Regions from separate parts of the Capra hircus genome. Here region 1 is linked to region 2. Evidence: chromatin contacts called from public Hi-C data. All regions are on one chromosome and are shown on one strand. Each heading gives the region's core, a stretch centred on a gene start, on an enhancer-like site or on the middle of the called end of the contact. The rest is flanking DNA. Distances are from core to core; before and after follow the strand shown.

Region 1 (2,700 bases), core at 190-2,689, 210 kb after region 2:
TAATTATAAGTGACCAAAAACCCAACCCCAAATGGTTTAAGCAGCAAAAGGGAACTTATTAGCTTCTATAACTGAAAAGTCCAGAGGATGTCCTGATTTCAGGCAGAGTTTGATCCAGGGACTCCAATGCAATCGTTAGCATGAATGTGGATGTTTACAGAAGCGAGAAAGGCCCGAATAAACTGTGGGAAATGTTGTGAGTAGTACCCCAGAGGCTTTTTTCTCCTCCTTTTCTTGACTTAGGCACAGGGCTGTCTGGAATCAGATGGCATTTTCACAAATGTCATATTTCCACAAAACACGTGATTTGGTGATCTGCACAAGATGGTCTCCTTTGTATATTGCTAAGTAAAGATTTCAAGATAAAAGAAAATTAAAGAGCTATTTTCCTCATTATTTCACAAAGAACATTTTAACCACCACTATCCCTTAAAAAGGGGAAAAGACTAAAATATTAGAATAAACAGCAGATATTTACAAAAATTTCACTGTTGCTGCTGCTGCTGCTAAGTCACTTCAGTCGTGTCCGACTCTGTGTGACCCCATAGATGGCAGCCCATCAGGCTCCCCCATCCCTGGGATTCTCCAGGCAAGAACACTAGAGTGGGCTGCCATTTCCTTCTCCAATGCATGAAAGTGAAAAGTAAAAGTGAAGTTGCTCAGTCGTGTCCGACTCTCAGCGACCCCATGGACTGCAGCCCACCAGGCTCCTCCGTCCATGGGATTTTCCAGGCAAGAGTACTGGAGTGGGGTGCCATTGCCTTCTCCTAAAAATTTCACTACATTGTTGTTTTCCTCAAAGTACCATGAATTGGTTACAATAAAAAACAAAACCAAAAACAAATCCAAAACCTTCCTCATTGTCTAGCCAGGTTGTGTGTGTGTGTGTGTGTGTGTGTGTGTGTGTATAGTTGGGGGGATGTTAGGTACCCCAGCTCTAGAAAATTCTGAGATGCGTAAAAAGTGGTTCTTGCCTTAAGGAGCTTCGGGTTCCGGGAAGAAAAAAAAATAGGATAATTGCTTTAATCCTTGAGGCACAAGTAATAAGAGAACCCGGAGGCAGAAATCAGTTCTGACTGTGGGGAAAGCCAGGTGGGGAGCAGAGATCTGAGTGGACTGAGATGAATTCTATGTGCCCATAAGTCTGGGAGGTAATTTTTCCCAGACCAGAGAGAATCTACAGTTCCTAGAGTCTTGGTACCTTTTAGGAGCAGAGATTCTATTGCCAAATAATCTCTTCCAGTTGGGGCATTCATGAAAGCAAGGAGAGGGTTTGGTATGCTCTCCTCCTGAGCCCCAGACACTCTGAAAACCATCCCCTCTGATAGGATCTGGCTTAGAAACTAGCCTTTAACTGCCTGCCCACCCCCCATCCCAGGCAGGTTTGGGAGGGGAGCAGCAGTCCCAGGGCGGGGGTGGGGGGGTGGGGGGTTGGTCAGGAGACAGGTGGGGTCCTCGCACCATCATGAGAGGCCACAGGTGCCTGGAACTGTAGACTTCACAGGGCTGGGCTCCATAAGACTGAGAGCCCGCGCCCCCCACTCCTAATGCCTCTTGGAGAATTCAAGGGACATACAGGGCAGTTGTAGCCGAACTCATGGTGGGGAGGAATTACCCTCTTACCTTTCTAGTCCCAGAGCTCCCTGCTGGAAACACAGAAATGAGAACAGGCAACAGAAGAGAAGGTCAAAGACGGGGGGGTGGGGGGGGAGCCACAGGGAGTATAACGCAGAGGTGTCAGTGTACTAAAATCTTGATTGATTTTTGCACAAGACTGGCAATGAAAATAAAAAAGGAAAAGTCCCCAGACTTTGTAAGATGGGCTCATGGGAAATTATGGTGAGGGAGATTTTTTTCTGATTAGCTCTGGGGAATGAAATAAGCTGGTATGCACTCACACATGACATAAGTATCAGAGGTTCTCCGGGTGCCAAGGTAGCTCAGGAGAGTGATTCTAAGGCAAGAGGAGGAAGCCAAAACTTTTTTCCCTCCTTTTTTTTCCCCCCAGAAGAGAGTAAAATAGATCCAGGTGGCGTCTATCTGAACTGCCTGAACATTGGCGCCCTCTGATGGCCAAGATACAGATTGTGTGAAAGTTGAAGATAGGGGAGGAGTGGAAGGTCTTTGCCTTTTATGAGAAAGGGAAAGGTTAGTGTCTCAGCCGGTAAAGAACCAGCCTGCGGATGCAGGAGACATAAGACACCACAGCTGGATCCCTGGGTCGGGAAAATCCCCTGCATACGGAAATGGCCACCCACTCCAGTGCTCTTGCCTGGAAAATCCCATGGATTGGAAACCTCGTGGGCTACAGTCGGACAGGACGGAAGGTGCTCGCACAGCCCTGCTCTCTCTCTCTCTCTCCAGGGTTAAGGGAACTGCCCATTGGAAAGGGTCATCTTGGAGCTGGAGTCTATAACACCCTTCTCCTTCTGAAGCCACCCTTTCCAACGTTCCCTGGCTCAACGTAAACGGCCTCACCACCTGTTCCCCAAATTAGAATCCTGGGGATGGTTCCAGGCATTCCACCTTCCCTCATCCTCACATTCGGGTCGATCCTGAGACCCAATCGTTTAACTTTTTTCTAAACTGGTCTTGAACCTTCCTGTTTTTCACCACCTCTCCTGCGCTGGTCCAGGCCACCTTCCTTCCCCTGTCAGCTAGAAAACACCAGAAGCTTTCCTCTTTGGAGTATTCTCACTT
Region 2 (2,927 bases), core at 281-2,780:
GCACGTCCCCCACATTAGGCCTTGGATCGTCCCTACCTGCCATAAAAAGCCGTCTTGGGAGCCTGTTCTAAAACCTCAGGTATTTCTGGAACTTGAAGCAGGCATGTTCCACCATGGTGATTTCTCCCACTTCTACATACCAGCCAAACCATCAATCATGTCCCCGAAACTGACAAGCCTCTGAACTGAAAGAATGCTATTTAAAACTTTCGATCACTCCCATCAACAGAAAACCAGGAGCATCTGCCTTAAATAGAAGGGAGAAGCGAAAAGCAAACGCGCAGGATTTAAAATAGAAAACGCTCCTCCCGGTGCCTCTATCTGGTACGCGACCACTTCTCACCGCGGCTGGGAGGGGCCGGCTGGCAGCCTCCTCTCCACGCTTCCTGCTTCCGCCCCCGCCCTGACAATCTAGCCTCCACCTGCAGCCAGAGAGATGCCGCACTGCCCAGGACCTGGGTCAGATCACGCCGCCCCTCCGCTCAGAACCTTCCAGTAGCTCCATGCTCCTTACTGTGGGCACAGGTCCCACAGGTCCTGGCCTCTACTGTCTGACCGACCTCAGTGCCCACCCTGTTCCAGCCCTATCAGCTTCCTCACTGTTGCTCAAACATACTAGCCCCAGTGCCCCTGGAGGGGCCTCTGCACTTGCCAGCAATCCCCCTCCTCCAGATGTCCCCCTGACCCCCTCCCTCACCCCCCTTCAGGTCTTCACCTCCGTTCTCAGGGGCATCTCCCTGACACACATCTCCTCCACACAGCCCATCACCTGTCCCAGCTTTATAATGGGTTGGGTAAATGTTCGTCTGGATTCTTCTATAAGATGTAATGCAAAAACCCAAATGGTTTATGGCCAACCCGATACATTGGTCCACACTCAACTACCTCCTGGTACGTCCCTCCCTTTTCTGCTTTGACTTTGTTCGTCTCCTGCTCTAGCCTCCAAACAGACTGAGATCTGCGAGGAAACAGATCTATGCAGACGGGACTGCGTCCCCCGAGCCCAAAACACCAGCGAGCACACGGCAGACACCCAGTAAGCACTGTCAGCTGAACAGAGCCAGCAGCACCTTGGCACGTGCCTGTGGGAGGACCTGCCAGCCACGGGGACCTGGGTCAGCCGGGCACCCACCCCCATCACCACCGCCCCTGGGATCCGGGCAACTCATCCCGAGAGGAAGGCCCCCAGACACCCCGCCCCTGGCAACACTCACTCTTTGGCCTTGGCGGCTACCAGGAGGCGCAGCGGGCGGCGGGAGCAGAAAGACTGGTTGAGGATGGACTCCACCTCAGCCAGGGGCCGCAGGAACACCAGATCCTCGTTGATGGAGTAGACCTTCCTCCCCACCTGCAGGCCGGCCATCTGGGCGGGGGCGGGGTGGCGAGGGAGACGAGCACACCAGGTCACTGACCCCCTCTCCTCCTCACTAAGGAGCCACTCGATTCAGGGGCGCAGAGTCACCAGCCCCAGGGACCAAGCAGGACCCGAGTGAGACTCCCCCCGGGGCATCCTCGCTGCCCTCTGTGGTAAACAGTGAGGCAGGCTGGTGAGACCCATGCCAGCCAACGAGCTGTGAAGGGAGGCCTGTGGGGGCCGCTAACGGCAAAGACATCTTCCCTGAGAAGAAGCTTCCAGCCCACCCCTGCTTCCTGCCTGGCTCTGCAAGGACACGAGGCATTGACCTGGGGTGGCCACCTTGTGACCACGAGGCCTTGGCCAGCAAAGGTGAAGAGATGTCAACCCTGAACCAAGACTTATAACCACCTCCTTCTAAACTGCTTACATCACAAGAAAACGGAAGCCCTGGGGCTCCAGCCACTGTCAAGCCCAGCCTGCGGCTACTACATGCAGCCAAACGCCTTTCTGATCGCTATAAGGAAGCAAACAGAGCCCCCTGGAAAAAGTGGCCAGCGCCTCTCTCCCAGCCATCTGCACACCCCTGACAACAGCTGAGAGGCCCTGGGGCTGAAGCCTTGGCCTCCCTCCTCCAGACTTCGTATCCATCCCGGAGCAGCAAAACAAACCTGCCTTGTTCCCGCAGCTGGCTTTTCTATAATCAGCTGAGGCCCCGTGCGGTTTTGTTTTGTTTTGTTTTGTTTTTTTGCGTTTGGCCCCTGCATGGCCAGCAGGGGGAGCTGGTGGTCCACGCTGGGAGGGCAACCTGGATCCCAGGGGCTCCATCACTAGCTCCCAGAGACCTGGACTCAGTCTCCCCAGGAGGACAAGGAGCCAGGAGGAACCACTGCCATTCCCGGGCTTTCTGAGCTGGAGGAGGGTGCCCCACTCTCCTGTCGGCACGCAGCCCGGGAGCCGGGGTGGCCCCTCTGAGCCGCCTCACCTCCGCCAGCGAGCCCCTCTGGACCGACTTCACCACCACAGCCTTGTTCTTCTCCTCGATGTCGAAGCCGTAGTCTTCCTCCTGGGGCAGGATCTGGGGGTTCGAGGCAGGAGAGGTAGTGAGACAGGGAGGGGGGCCTGGAGCCTGCCCCAGCTTGGCCCCACAGGGGCGGGTTGGAGGGGACCGTGACCCAGCCGGCTCCTCATGCCCCAGACCTTCTTAGGGTGGGGCTGGGAGTGGGGTCACCATGTATTCACTTAGCTTTCTTGGCCTGCCTCCCCTTTCCTCCTCCCAACCTGAGGACAGAGCCTCCTTATTTATTATGCTCCACTGTCTCCCCATCTGCTGTCACACTGCAGGTGCTCAATAACAGCTTACTGCCTTAATGAAATAAATCAGACCCCAAAGTGTCCTGCCACCAAGAGCTTAGGGACAGGAAGGGGGTTTAGGGAGGAGCAGTCCCTCCCCATCGCAGGACGACAAGAAGGTTGGGAGGTTTGGGGGCGTCCGTGGTGGTGGGGATATAGGGAAATGCATTTATTTTCTCAGTACATATTTTGCCGAGCTGCTGTCTATTATATGGGCCAG

What was found. Hi-C and Micro-C count contacts between places; a contact is called where the count stands out from the background.
Region 1: a contact with region 2 is called in a Hi-C map of blood, with 6 times the contacts expected there. The contact joins two enhancer-like sites. A contact is called at or near these places in 2 of 5 Hi-C or Micro-C datasets (both in blood).

Annotation. Positions count from the first base shown.
Region 1 is chr13:76,617,337-76,620,036 of ARS1.2, forward strand. No RefSeq gene overlaps it. Among named protein-coding and RNA genes, the nearest start is that of ARFGEF2, 11 kb to the right of the region's middle. Within about 2 kb of position 1,440, at least 1 of the 5 cell types and tissues checked has an H3K27ac peak or open chromatin away from gene starts, as enhancers often do.
Region 2 is chr13:76,404,126-76,407,052 of ARS1.2, forward strand. PREX1 (phosphatidylinositol 3,4,5-trisphosphate-dependent Rac exchanger 1 protein) reads right to left here. Exons shown (of 40, transcript XM_018057997.1): 17 at 2,340-2,432; 18 at 1,215-1,363. Among named protein-coding and RNA genes, the nearest start is that of PREX1, 150 kb to the right of the region's middle. Within about 2 kb of position 1,531, at least 2 of the 5 cell types and tissues checked have an H3K27ac peak or open chromatin away from gene starts, as enhancers often do.